Linked DNA regions of Mus musculus: all the other regions are linked to region 1. Evidence: chromatin contacts called from public ChIA-PET and promoter capture Hi-C data. All regions are on one chromosome and are shown on one strand. Each heading gives the region's core, a stretch centred on a gene start, on an enhancer-like site or on the middle of the called end of the contact. The rest is flanking DNA. Distances are from core to core; before and after follow the strand shown.

Region 1 (2,660 bases), core at 69-2,568:
CCTCACCCTCTCTCTTTCTTTCTTGGTGTGCTCAGAAATACTCCCCATAAGATTTAACCATGCTCAGTGGTGGTGCATGCATGCCTTTAATCCCAGCACTTGGGAGGCAGAGGCCATCCTGATTTACAGAGCAAGTTCCAGAGCTACATAGAGAAACCTTCTCTTGAAAAACCAAGAAGAAAAAATGAAAGAGATTTCACCTCAACAATGTTTTTCTTTTCGTAAGCACCACTAATTTCTCACCTCTAGTCAAACAGTATTGAGTATCTCAGCAAGGCAAAAGTTTCACTATGTAGTTCTTGTTAAGCGCAACCATTTCTCCAGCCCCACCTAGCCAGAACCACAGAATCTTTTTTTTTTTTTTTTTTTTTTTTTTTGGTTTTTCGAGACAGGGTTTCTCTGTGTAGCCCTGGCTGCCCTGGAGCTCACTTTGTAGACCAGGCTGGCCTCGAACTCAGAAATCCGCCTGCCTCTGCCTCCCGAGTGCTGGGATTAAAGGCGTGCACCACCACGCCCGGCTGGAACCACAGAATCTTAATTCAAAATAACAAATGGCCCCAATAGTCTTTAAATTTTCCTCCGAAACTTCACAAGCCAGGCAATCTGCAGTGCTCTCAACATTCTTAACTTCCAGTCTCCTACAGAACAGCTCACTGAGCTCTCATGGCTTTTCTAGCCTAAAATTCCAAAGTCCTTCCGAAACATGATCTGGTCTGTTCACAATACCCCACTCCTGGTACCAATTTATCTTAGTTTGGATTTCTATTGCTGAGATGAAACTCCATGACCACAATCAATTTGGGAAGGAAAGGGTTTATTCAGCTACACTTCCATATCACTATTCATCAAGAAAGGTTCTTGGAGTCAGGAGCTGGTACAGAGGCCACTGAAGAGTGTGGGTTACTGGCTTGCTCCCCATGCTTGCACAGCCTTTTTTCTCAGGAAAAAAAGCCCAGGACTACCAGCTCAGGGAGGGCCCCAGTTACAATAGCCTAGGCCCTCCCCACTCAGTCACAAATTAAGAGAAATATTGCATAGGCTTACTTACAGCCAGATCTTATAGAGCCATTTTCTCATTTGAGGTTCCCTCCTTTCAGATAACTTTAGCTTGTGTCAATTTGACAAACTAGCCAGCATAGTTCCTTCCTCCCATTCTCTTTCTTACTCCACTCAGATTTCACACACAGAAAACATCTTAGCTGCCTTGTCCATCAACCCTTAACATTACCCCAAGCTCTCAAATTTCCCGGGAGCCCCGCCCCTTGGCTCCGCCCTGTGTCAACGGAAGTGACATCACTCCGGGTAGGCCGAGACGCGGGGGCGTTTCCGGCGGAGGTGGCGGCTGCTTCTGTGTCTGTGGCGGTGGGCGTGAAGCCCCTCGGTGGGGTTTTGGCGAGCGAGGTCGTCTTGGTGTGCTGTGCAGCGCAGGCGGGGGCAGGCGGCGGGGAGGTGAGCACGAGGAAGGCTGCGTGTTCGCGGGTGCCCGTTGGCTGGCGCTTCCGGGTGGTCAGCTCGGTTTGCTTGTTAGGCTGCAGGCTTCCCGGCCTTGTAGATCTTTATATTGGCGGACAGGAGCTGCGGGTGTGTGTGTGTGTGTGTGCGCGCGCGGGTGTGTGTGTGTGTGTGCGCGGGTGTGTGTGTGTGTGTGTGTGTGTGTGTGTATATGCGTGCGCGCTCAAGAACCTTGTGTGTGCGCGCGCGCGCCCGCGCAGAAATTGTGGGGGTGCGCGCGTGCGGGCGTGTGGGGTACTCACTGGGTTAGGTATAGCCCAAGGATTCGGATTGGAGGCAATAACGGCTTGGTCTGTCTCAAGCCCGCTTTGGTTGCCACTGTGACTTCTCAAAGAGCCATTGCTCTTTGCCTTCATTTTCTTTGACCAGTGAGGTTAATAGCCAGTCGTGCGAGTGCCTCATAGTAGATGAGAACTTGTGTAACTTGTGAAGGACTGGGGTGTGGGACTAGAGATAGTGATGCCCTGCCAGAGCGCACGCACACTTAGCTGCCCTCGATGCACTGCCGCAGTTATCCTTTCTGTGTTGTGACTGCAGATATTAGTAATACTTGATCTGTGGTTTTAAGTGTTGGGGTGTGTTGGAGGAATAGTCTTCATCAACTTTAGTTGATTTTCAGTCTCCCCGTTGCAGAGTTAAAAGGACCCTTAATCTTTCCACAATCAAAATGACTATCCCCGAGTTATTCGTGGCTCATCTGGAACCCTCAGGTGGAACCCAGTTTTTTGTTTTTTGATTTTTGTTTTTTTAAAGAGAATGATGTATCTGTTTTGTTTGGGCACAAAATTCTTAGTTTTTGGTTTCTCTGAAGTAAAAGTAGTTGCAAAGAATGACCTTTTTTTGGTGACAGGCACTCAGTATATAGTTCTAGGTTAGAGCTACATAGTGAGAACCTGTAGAATTGTCTGTGTAGGTCAAACTGGCCCGGAACTCACAACGATCCTCCTGCCTCTGCCTCCAGAGTGCTGGGATTAAAGGCCTTCACTCTTTGACTACCAGGATTACTGGTTTTGATGTTACTGAGACATTTGGCCACTTGGGTCCCCTATTACCGAGTAATGCTCCTGCTTTAGCCTCTGGACTTCTGAGATTATAGATGTACACAACACACCTGACTGACAGTTTCTAATAAAGGCAAATGCAGTTTC
Region 2 (2,660 bases), core at 111-2,610, 240 kb before region 1:
CATATATATGTATATGTAGATTACAATTTAAAAACATAAAGGAAAGAAAAATAGAAATGGCCACAAGTCCCAGGACTCCTAATCCCCTCTACTAACACTCCATTTTCGATGGCCCATCCCTGCCACGGTTCTCTCTCAGCAATGGAGAGCTGGTCCTATCTCTCCAAGTTCCCACAGACGCTAAACTAGCAACCCCAAGCAAAATCTCTCTGCCAACCGTGGCCCTGCCAGAATCATCTCCCTCTTTCACAGTCCTGATGGAGAAGACATAATGGGTAACGCACGGGTTGCACATTTCTCTAGACCATCCCTCCCACACACACCACAGACAGGCTGGGGTGGAGCAGCAGTGCTTCATGCCCACCTCTGAACTTTGTCCATTACCACACTGAGATGCCCTCTCTCGCCTCTGCCTCCTTCCAAATCCCACCTCCAGAAAGTCTCCTCCTGACAGCTGCTGCCTCTTGTCTCTGTCTCCAGCCCTGGCCTTTGCTGATCTCCTCAAGTCGGCCTTTAACAACCAATTATCAGTCCTAGTCTTACTTGACTCCCCCAGACTCCAGATCAGGAGAACCTCAAGGCAAGGACGGGGATTGGTTCTTACACATCTCCCCTCCTTCCTCGTGACTGACTGGTGCTAATGCTGGATGCGCTACATCCAGCACCCCCATCCCACTCCCCAAAGCCCTGGTGGTATCCGGGCCCTAGGCAGTGCACCCATCCCCCTCCTCCAAAAACCAGGCTGCTCAGACCCGCGGTACAAAGGTCGGCCTTCCAGGGATGAGTACAACTTGGGTCCACCTGCAGGTGCCTTTTGTGATACCACGGTCACTAGATTCCAGACGTTCCCATCCCCGGCCGCATGCGCCATCCCAAAAGGAGGAGGCCGGCTTCCAGGGAATGCCAGGTGGAACTCGGGGTTTGTGGGGTGGAGGGCCCAAAGCCCAGGCTCCATCCAAGGGCCTGACGTCACCCAAATCCCGGGCTCCCTCTGCGGGGACAGAGGAAAGAGGAAACAGGAATGGGGAGGAGGATTTAGGGGTGTACAAAGAGCGCTTACCACCCCAAGCAGGAAAGGTCACCTCGACTCCCCACCTCTCCAGAAGCTCGACCTACCCCCTCAAATGAAGAGGGACTCTTTGAAGGCAGAAAATTGGAGCCGCTGACACCTCTCCAACCCAGCTCGTAGCTTCCCCGCAGTGCCCTCCTTGGGTCTCCAGGCCCAGGACTCACCAGCCCCGACCGCTCGGCTGCAGAAAGGTAGTCGCGCTGCGCCGCGCTGAGCTGCGCTGCACCGGGCGATCAGGCGCGGAGCGGGCCGCGAGCGGCTCCCGGATTGGGGGCGGGGAGCGTGCGCGCGCGTCCGAGGCGGGCCCGCGCGCTCCCGTGCCGCCCTGCCTGCTGCAACCACTCTCGCGAGACTCCCACACTGCTCGTAAGGCTATTCCACGAGCGCTCGCGAGAAGCAAGGCACCGGCGCCTCCGCACCTTGCAGGAGCTGTCCGTGGTGCTAAATATTCGGCCGTTCCTCGTCCAGGTGCTAGGTGGGCACCTTGGGGACAAGAGCACAGTGAGTGCATAGAAAGGAGAAACATACAGTAGTGCCAGCAACTAGTGCCTTAACTTCCACATCTGCAAAGTGGGAAGAATAACCCCCATACCAATCGCAGGGACCTGTGGGATGTACCGGGAAAGAGGAAGAGACAGCTTGATGAGGGGCTGGAGAAATGGCTCAGTGGTTAAGTGTACTTGTTGTGCTCTTACAAAGGGTTGGGGTTTGATTCCTAGCACCCATATGGTAGTACCATAACCCCAGTTCCGGGGATCCAAATCCAGAGTGCTTGTCTCTGTGAGTTCAAAGGCAGCTTAATCTTCATAAGTTCCAGGACAGTTGGAGCTACATAGTGAGATCTCAGAGACAGACAGAGAGAGACAGAGAGAGCACAGGTGTGTGGGTTGATTCACATCAATATTCCTAGCCCTTCCAAGACACAGGCAATGGGGTCAGTGCAAGTTCAAAGCCAGTTTATCTACACAGCAAGTGGGGAAGTACTGGACTACCAGGATACACATGAGCTACTGTCTCAAAAAGGAAGGGAAATAAGGAATAGAAGAATAAGGAATAGCTCTGAAAAAAAAAAGACAAGAAAGAAGAAGAAGGAAAGAGATAATAATGTACAGATGTTAACAGCAAGAATGAGAAGGGACCAAGGTAAATGCTTACAAGTGCAGAATTAGTGTAGCTCCGAGACTCCTTGGCGACATGGGGCTGGGGTAGGAAGACAAGCTGCCATTGTGAGTGGTGTTTACATAGTAAAACCCTGTGGGTCCTCCACAGCCAAGGCCATCCCCTGCCCTGCCAACCAATGGCTTCGATCCCTCACCCACACCACCCTGGGCCTGGAAGAGGGCTTCAGTGGGTGGGATACACTGCAGGGATTCTTTGCCCAGACTAAGGGCCCATTGTGTGGCTCTAGCCTGCTGGCACTGGGGCCTCACTCCCACAGCTGGCATGGGAAGGGAGGGAGAGGAGAAGAGCAGACAAGAACAAGTGCAGAAGAGACCAGAAGGAGGCTGAGCTGGCCGAACAGGAAGCAGCAGAAGCTACCAGACCAGCCAGAAGGAAGAGTCCCAGCCTTCAAACAGAGACCAGATTCTCT
Region 3 (2,660 bases), core at 43-2,542, 200 kb after region 1:
TTTTGTTTTGTTTTTCGAGACAGGGTTTCTCTGTGTAGCCCTGGCTGTCCTGGAACTCACTATGTAGACCAGGCTGGCCTCAAACTCAGAAATCTGCCTGACTCTGCCTCCTGAGTGCTGGGCTTAAAGGCGTGCGCCACCACGCCCGGCAAGAATACAACTTTTACACTTGTGTACACAGTAGCTATTATGAACTTTTTTTAAAAAAAAGATTTATTTATGTATTTTATACACTGTCACTGTCTTCAGACACACCAGAAGAGGGCACCGGATCCCATTATAGATGGCTGTGAGTCACCACTTGGTTGCTGGAAATTGAACTCAGGACCTCTGGAAGAGCACTCAGTGCTCTTAACTGCTGAGCCTTCTCTCCAGCCTGAACTTTATCTTTTAAAATTACATTTTTTTATTAGTGTGTGTGTGTGGTCAGTTTTGGGGAGTCAGTTCAATCCTTTCACCATTTGTTCCCGGGGAGGTCCTCAGGTTTGAATGCAAGTGCTTTTACCTGCTGAGCCATCTCACCCGTCCCTCAGCTTCACAGTTTTAAAGTTGGTTGTTTTTGGTTATTGTTTTCCTTAATTGTGGAACTTTCTGAGAAAAATCACTTCTCTCTTGAGTTTAGCTAACTCTAACTTTTGTGTAAACTCAATCCAATTTGATTGTGCATTAGTTTCTCAGCCATCTAAAACAGGCAGTGTCTCCACGAAAGTTCAGTGGAAATTCCCCTCCCCAAACTGATTCTACGAATGACTGTGTTATAAACCCCATTGTTGCATGTTCGCGGTGGGCCAGAAACCCGACTTAATCACTCCCCTTACGGACTCAACTTTTAGCGCCCTGGTGCGCTGCCACAAGGCAGGTTTCCTGGGAGAAAGGAGCAAGAAGCACAAGAGGCTGGCTACGTGGGAGAACTGCGTCTTCATCGGAAGGGCCGCGGGGCGCCTGTCCACTTAGGAACCCGTCCCCCTCGGAGAAGGCTCGCCCTCCGGCCTAGGACTCCTCCAAACCCGGGACAACCAACAGGCTTCACATATATCCCTGGAGAGCGCGGGAATCATCGGGCTATTGGCTGCTTTCGAAAATTCCACACTGAGTCTCCCTACCTCAGGTGGTGGTACAATTGTGTCTGACAGAAAGCTACAACCTACTGGCTTCTAGGACCTCAAACTGCTCGTGCTCGCACTCACGCCTCCTAGGACCCGGAAGCATTGCCACTAGCTGCTGGACGGCCATTTATAAGGGGCTGGGTCTCAGTGAAAACTATAGTCCCCAGAATGCAGCGCGGAGCTTCCGGTTTCCGGCAAGAGGACCAGAGTGAGTGTTTACACCGGCGGCTCGCTGCGGCCGGGTTCCTTCCGCGGGACGGGTGAGGGCGCTGGGCCCCCTCCCTGGGCGCGCGGGGCTCTCGTGGGTCCGGAGTAGCTAACTGGTCCCACGAGAGAGGTGGGGTTGTCAACATTGTCCCTACTCACGACTAGGTATCTGTGACCTTGGGCCAAGAGACTTCAGCTTTCTGAGTCTTTATTCCTGATCTGTAAAATAAGGACAATGATGCCAGTTTCAGGAGACAGTTGTGAGGATTGAAATCGGTATACAAAAACCTCCTTTCTCGCTTTAAACCTAAAGGTGGATAGTACCTTGAAGTCCGCTGGGTCGCACCACAGTTTTTTCTTAGCCTTGTCTTTACTGCAAGAGACCTCTTTGGCAGAAATAGTGTCTGTAACAAGGACTGGTCTTGCGGTACAAGGCTCTTGCACCCTTTGAATTTTTAGATTTATTTTGTGGGCATTCATATATGTCAGGCTGGGGACTGTGTTAGAAAAGCTCTAGTCTTGGCTTTCAAGAATGGGGGGGGTTTCACAAATATGAGGGACGCAATGAGAAGTTGAGAAGTAAATAAGTTGTACAAGGGAAAAAGCAGCAAAGAGAAGGTAGCTTTCTAAGTCTGGCATCTGGTAATGAAGCTGGCTGACTTGTCCTCAAATCTATTGATTTGTGTTGCTCTTTTGCCTTGAGGGAACAGGGAATGTGTGACCAAGAAGAGAGCATGGAACCGATGTGTTTGTGTGGGTCTTGGTAGGAGTTTGCTAAGAGGCCAAAAAGGGAAGAGAACTTATATGCAAAGACAGGAGGTGAGCAGAGTTACATATAGGGGACAACTTTGTTATGAAGTATACTTACGTGTGTTGTTATAAAGGGGCAGGGCTGGGTCTATTGAAGAAAGCTGGTAGGCGTCAGAATAAATGGGTTTGTAATCTGGCTGTGGAGTTAACACCCACCTGTTCATAGAAGTGCTTTGGGATTAATGGGGGCCTTCTAAGCAGTTAAGTTTGTTAGATCTGTGTTTTAACAATAAGACATTGGGTGGTGCTATAGATCTCTGATAAGGGCAGGCAAGAGAGACAAGGGCCCTCCTTAAAGTGTTGTTATAGCTAAATCAAAAGCTGGAGAAGAAAACCAGAAATGAGTGTGTAGAAGGGAGAGGGTTGGGTGATCTTGCTTGAACCTCACAACATTCCTATCCAACTGATTGGCCTTTTGTGTTTACTTTTTTTTTTTTTTTCTTTTGTTTTTTTGAGACAGGGTTTCTCTGTGTAGCCCTGGCTGTCCTGGAACTCACTTTGTAGATCAGGCTGGCCTTGAACTCAGAAATCCTCCTG
Region 4 (2,660 bases), core at 70-2,569, 190 kb before region 1:
TTCAAGGCCTGGCAGGGCTACTATGAAACCTTAGTGTTCTATTGCTGTGAAGAGACCACAGCAACTCTTATAAAAGTAAGCATTTAACTGGGGCTGGCTTACAGTTTTAGAGATCAGTGTCCATTATCATCCAGGCAGAAAGCACGGCAGGAATGGTACTGGAGAAGTAGCTGAGAGTTCTACATTTGAAGGTAGCAGGAAGAGAGAGACTCTGAACCTTGCATGGGCTTTTGAAACCCCAAAGCCCACCCCCAATGACACACTTCTTCCAACAAGGCCACACCTTCTAATCCCTCTCAAATAGTGCCACTCTCTGATGACCAAGCATTCAAATATATGAGACTATGGGAGCCATTCTTATTCAATAACTACCACACCTTATAACCAAAAATAAAATTAAGATAACTAACATATGTCCCATAATTGGCTCAGAGAAGTCAAGATTAGGAAAGCCAATTCATGGATTCATACTCGTTTAATCAAGGTACATTTTTTTCATTTTTCGTTTACTTATTCATCCGTGCCTTCATTTCATTTGTAAAGTTTATTTACATGTATGTGTGTGAGTATATAGCACAGCACAATGTGGGTACTTGTGATGTCCAGAAGAGGGTGTCAGATTCCCTTGGAGCGGGAGTTACAGACAGTTGGGAGCCACCTGATGTGAAGTAAACGTGAGTCCTCTGAGAGCGCAGAAAGTTAATAAACTATTAACTACTGAGCCACAGAAAGCACTTTATCCACTAAACCGTCTATCTTCCTAGACCCTAAACAACGTAATTTTTGAGTCGGTTTCCTAATGGGTAAAAGTAAATAATTGGGCTTTAGTGGGTGGGGGAGGATCATGTGACCCAGGCTGTCCTTGAATCCCCTTTCCCCCTGCCTCCAAAATGTTGATTATTGTCTTGAGTCACTACTCCCAGTATGATTTTTTTTTTTTCTGAGACTCAGGTTGCATAAGAGAGCCTGAAATTCCTAATACTTAGCCTGTAGAGGGCTAGAATTATAGCATACACCAACGCGCGGGGGCAAAGCGGTTATTCTTATTATAGTTTGCCGTTATTATCGCTACAATTCCAAATTGTGATAGTCTCCTCTGTTGGCGATTCCAAATCCACATTGTCCATTGCTCACCCTGCCTTTCCTCCCACGCAGGAATGTTCACTACGGTCACCCGGGTCATCGGACCAGCTTTGGCGCGGCGCCGACGTGGTTTGTCCTCCACGGCCGCCGTAGCCGCCGGCGACCGCATGGCGCCCCACCCGCTTCCGTAGGCGCGAGCTCCGCAGTGGGCCGGCCTTATGCTCCGCCCAGCGTGCGTCGCTGCGTGAGTCCGGCCCCCGCGAACTGCTGTACCGCCCGCGAGCTCACACCGGCTTCTCGTCAGCCTCAGCCAGTGCGCTGTGGTCGCCGTCATGCTCGCCGCTGCCCTCCGTCGCTGTACCGCAGCCGCGGCTGCCCGAGGCCTCCTGCACCCCGCCTCGGCTCCCAGCCCCGCCGCCGGTAAGGTCCGCGCCCGCCACAGCCCTCGCTCGCGTGTCCTTGCTGTGACCTGGGCTCCCGCCGCCACTCGAGGGCAGGCTCCCTGGCGGCCTAGCCTTTGCCCTGCGAGCCGGCATTGGAGCCCGGTGACCGCAGTGCGTCCGCGGCCGTCTGGAGTCGTGTAGGAGACTCCTCCGGGCCTCCCTCCCCGCCACTTCCTGATGCCGAACCCGCGGCCAGTCAGGTGTGTGGACTTGCCGGGGTCGCCGAGGACGAGCTCAGCACTTCCTTTCAGTCTCTGGGCCGTGACCGTTCCCTGCGCTGACCCCGCAGCCACCTGACCGGGAGTGGCCCCCGCCGGCCTGCGGCATCTTGGCGAAGGTGACATTGAGCCTCCGGGCGCGCCGCCCGCCTCTGCGTTTCCTAGAACACAATTTGATTCCCCAGTGGGACACAATACCCTTTTAGCCCTGATCAGGCAATTCTCTGCTGGCATTTTTGTGTCACCTTCATAACTGGGTACGGCCACGTTTGAGGACTGTTGAGCCACATTTTAGCCCTGCGTTTCAAATAGATAATTTAAAGTGTGGTTTCTTGCGGCTTGTAAGAGAGCCTGAACATTGACAAATATTAATGGAAAGAATGATAACGTTTACAAGATTGGGTACCAAATACTGAGGAATACTGGGTGTACAAACATGGGAAAGCTTCGTGGATTCCCCTCCACCCGTTTAAAATGAGAAGCTTCAGTGCTGACTTATGAAGTATTATGTTTGGTTGCTTGTTTCCCCTTCTGTGTGATCAGGAGATTTTGTGTCCCATCACTGTCCACCCCCATTGCTGAGGGGGAACCAAGGGCCCTGCATTGCTAGATAATTGCTCTGCCACTTGGTGTGTTCTCAGACCCTCTCCACTTAGCACGGTACATCTATCTTACTTTTGGTTTTGTTTGGTTGTGGTATGTGTCAGCTGTGTAGCCTGGCTGTCCTGGAACTCTTTGTAAACCAGGCCGGCATCGGCCTAAAATAAATAGGAGTATTTTATTTTAGAAACAGGGCCTCTATAGCCCAGACTAGACTAGAACTCAGAATGGTACTAAAAGGGCTATCGAGGAACTTATTGCATTCCTCTTGCCTCCTAAGTGCAGGGATTAACCTTGGGAGCCACCACACCCGGCA
Region 5 (2,660 bases), core at 67-2,566, 160 kb before region 1:
TTTGAAGCCAGCCTGGGCACTCTGAGACAAGTTCTCAAAAAATCAAAACAAAGCCGGGTGTGGTGACGCACGCCTTTAATCCCAGCGCTTGGGAGGCAGAGGCAGGTGGATTTCTGAGTTCGAGGCCAGCCTGGTCTACAAGAGTGAGTTCCAGGACAGCCAGGGCTACACAGAGAAACCCTGTCTTGAAAAGAAAAAAAAAAAAAAAATCAAAACAAATGAAGATTCAGTAAGAGCTAGATCTACTAGGATACAAGAAATGACACATGTTTAAGCTATGTGTGGTGGTGCATACCTTTGATCCCAGCACTCAGGAAGCAGAGGCAGCCAGATCTCTTGAGTTAAAGGCCAGCCTAGTCTACAGAACAAGTTTCAAGACAGATAAACACATAAAGAAACTAACACTCTCTCTCTCTCTCTCTCTCCACCCCCCTCTGTGTGTGCGTGTGGCGGGCTGTCCCAGATATTTTATCCTCTCTTATATGAGGCAGGATCTTGGAGGAGAGATCAGACAGATTCTCCTCCTTCAACCTCCCTAGTTGTGTGATTGCAATGCTCTGATTACGCTTTCTTTGTGCATGTATTTGCACTGATCCCAGAACCAAGAGAATATCTACACGCTACAGAGATTCCTCCCAACTGATCCATATGGCTTGTGTCAGATCCTTTGGTCTCACGGTAAAGTGGACTGATGTGCAGTCAGGGTCTTACCTCTGCATATGGCTTGTCCTCTGAAATCTGGGCCAGTGGATCACTGCTAGCCAGCAGGCATGCCACTTCACTTTTGGAGCCCACCTTCCCCCAGGCATACTGCTGCACCACACAGGAAAGTGGGAACACTGGGGACACAGACAGAAGGTTAGCTGCCATTCCACTCTTCAGACCTGGCCCTAGTGCTGGGGAACCAGGAATGGGGGAGGGGACTCTAAGGCCATAGACGTAGAGTCTATGACTTGTGGAAGGTCACTCCTCTCTTCCACAATCGTCGATATTCCTATCTGTGAGATTGGCAGATACGGATCTTCTCTGCCACGGAAAAGAATTGAGTTGGGGTGATGGGGAAGGAAAAGGAACTAACGACTCATTTCTCTGCAAGCGGTCAGTCCCGAAGTGATTCGAGTGATACGACCCCCGGCTATACTACCCACCCCAGATCCTATCCTTGTGCTCAGCGACCACAGAAATGGTCACGATCCGCTAGGTCTTGCCAGTATAGGTCCCCAGGACGCGACCACCACCAAGATAGCTAACATGGGTAAACGGCTCACCTCGCGGACTCGCCATCCCAGTTGCCTGAAACCCGGCTTCAGGAACGTTAAGTTCTTCCCAGCAGCCTCCGCTTTTTCTGCGCGCGGAGCTTCACGGGAAATGTAGTTTGCAGAGCCCACCGCCTCTTCCCTGAGCAGTCAGGAGATTCTGTTGCCTAAAAGCATTATCCCTAACTCTTGATTTCAACAGTCCTGCTTCAGCCTTCTTTTACCCGTATGTAAATACTGAGAACTCGCTAAGTATCACAGATTGTTCCAAGCATACATCAGAGAACAAAATAGCACTACTTTTGTGCTTTTTCGGGGCCTTTAGTCTAGAGAAGGGAAGTAATTCAATAAATCTTATCAGTGTGTTAAAAGGCAATAAATAGCGAAGCATAGTGGCACACTCCTATAATTCCTGTAGTTAGGGAGCCAAAGCAGAAAGCTTGTCTTGAGTTTGAGACCAGCCCTGTTACAACGGTCATCTGGGTAAAAAGGAGAGATTTGAGGAAGAGTGAAGAGTGTTCCTGGCAGAAGAAAGAGCTAGCAAGAATCTCTAGTGCTGGAACTTGGGAATGTGCCTATACTGTACACGATTAAATAACAAAGAGGTCAACACTATCTGGGCAAAGGGACACACAAAGGCAGGGAGGCAGGCAGGCACGCACGCACGCACATATGCGTGCACGTACAGCGAAGGAAAGGGGGTCAAGCAAAACACGCGATGTATAGGGTCATGTGCTTTCATGAGGATTTTAGAGGTTCCCCTGAGTGCCAGTGGTTAGAAGGTTATTGGTGTGATGTAACTATGATGGTGGTCGCAGATGTTACTACCCTCTTCCACCCCCTATGAACTTCTGTTTCTTGCTCTGTAGAATGGGGATAGTAATGTATAGATCTACCAGATTTATTGTAGGACCTAAGAGGACTGTAAAGCAGTCAGTGCTGTGTCCCTCTGACCCTCCCATCCTAGGTGATTCCAGAACCCAGCACTCCTCCAGTCTGAGCTGCTCACAAGCTGTGCATAGGACAGAGAGGAGGCGTCCCCAGGAACCCTGCACAGGGAAGGCAGGGGATGGACTTTTGTTAGAGTAATCTTGTTACATCCTCTGTAGAAAGTCTCTGCCATCCGGACCTCCACAACAGCCTACAAGGAGAGAACCCAGCTGGAGACCCAGACTCTCAGCTGCCAAAGCTCCTGGGAACTGGAGAGAGAGGAGAGAGGGGAGATGGGAGGGGGAGGGGAAGGGGGGAGGGGAGAAGGGGAGGGAGAGGGGGAGGGGAGAGGGGGAGGGAGAGGGAGAGAGAGATAGAGAATATTAGACGCTGGAGAGAATATTAGAGGCTGGAGACAGAGAGACGGTTTGCAATAACACTGCTCTCCCAAAGAACCCAGGTTCCATTCCCAGC

What was found. Promoter capture Hi-C pulls out the DNA fragments that hold promoters and counts their contacts. ChIA-PET counts read pairs in DNA pulled down with a chosen protein or histone mark. Capture Hi-C pulls out chosen DNA fragments and counts their contacts.
Region 2: a promoter capture Hi-C map of hematopoietic stem and progenitor cells shows a contact between it and region 1, with 2.1 times the contacts expected there. The contact joins the promoter of Scamp5 here to the promoter of Edc3 in region 1. A contact is called at or near these places in 4 of 39 promoter capture datasets (the C10 cell line, hematopoietic stem and progenitor cells, maxillary cranial neural crest and 1 more), 1 of 484 Hi-C or Micro-C datasets (embryonic stem cells), 2 of 115 datasets of contacts at active chromatin or transcription factors (large pre-B cells and microglia) and 3 of 9 other capture datasets (adipose tissue, liver and pancreatic islet).
Region 3: an RNA polymerase II ChIA-PET map of memory CD8 T cells shows a contact between it and region 1, with 2,597 read pairs. The contact joins the promoter of Ubl7 here to the promoter of Edc3 in region 1. A contact is called at or near these places in 10 of 39 promoter capture datasets (the C10 cell line, the HPC-7 cell line, HPC-7-derived erythroid cells and 8 more), 1 of 484 Hi-C or Micro-C datasets (granulocyte-monocyte progenitors), 5 of 115 datasets of contacts at active chromatin or transcription factors (embryonic stem cells, large pre-B cells, memory CD8 T cells and 2 more) and 4 of 9 other capture datasets (adipose tissue, embryonic stem cells, liver and 1 more).
Region 4: a contact with region 1 is called in a promoter capture Hi-C map of liver. The contact joins the promoter of Cox5a here to the promoter of Edc3 in region 1. A contact is called at or near these places in 6 of 39 promoter capture datasets (the C10 cell line, cranial neural crest, erythroid cells and 3 more), 5 of 484 Hi-C or Micro-C datasets (CD4 T cells, CD8 T cells, CD8 central memory T cells and 2 more), 15 of 115 datasets of contacts at active chromatin or transcription factors (the 230-238 cell line, the SCID.adh cell line, Th17 cells and 10 more) and 3 of 9 other capture datasets (adipose tissue, liver and pancreatic islet).
Region 5: a promoter capture Hi-C map of pancreatic islet shows a contact between it and region 1. The contact joins the promoter of Mpi here to the promoter of Edc3 in region 1. A contact is called at or near these places in 7 of 39 promoter capture datasets (embryonic stem cells, erythroid cells, frontonasal cranial neural crest and 4 more), 3 of 484 Hi-C or Micro-C datasets (B cells, embryonic stem cells and muscle stem cells), 8 of 115 datasets of contacts at active chromatin or transcription factors (the SCID.adh cell line, bone marrow-derived macrophages, craniofacial prominence and 5 more) and 3 of 9 other capture datasets (adipose tissue, liver and pancreatic islet).

Annotation. Positions count from the first base shown.
Region 1 is chr9:57,707,251-57,709,910 of GRCm38.p6, forward strand. Edc3 (enhancer of mRNA decapping 3) reads left to right here and starts at 1,319. Exons shown (of 7, transcript NM_153799.3): 1 at 1,319-1,449.
Region 2 is chr9:57,466,700-57,469,359 of GRCm38.p6, forward strand. It overlaps Scamp5 (secretory carrier membrane protein 5), which reads right to left and starts at 1,361. Exons shown (of 7, transcript NM_020270.3): 1 at 1,234-1,361.
Region 3 is chr9:57,909,694-57,912,353 of GRCm38.p6, forward strand. It overlaps Ubl7 (ubiquitin-like 7 (bone marrow stromal cell-derived)), which reads left to right and starts at 1,293. Exons shown (of 11, transcript NM_001122873.1): 1 at 1,293-1,366.
Region 4 is chr9:57,519,913-57,522,572 of GRCm38.p6, forward strand. It overlaps Cox5a (cytochrome c oxidase subunit 5A), which reads left to right and starts at 1,320. Exons shown (of 5, transcript NM_007747.2): 1 at 1,320-1,503. The coding sequence starts at 1,416.
Region 5 is chr9:57,551,436-57,554,095 of GRCm38.p6, forward strand. It overlaps Mpi (mannose phosphate isomerase), which reads right to left and starts at 1,317. Exons shown (of 8, transcript NM_025837.2): 1 at 1,269-1,317; 2 at 712-839. The coding sequence starts at 1,284.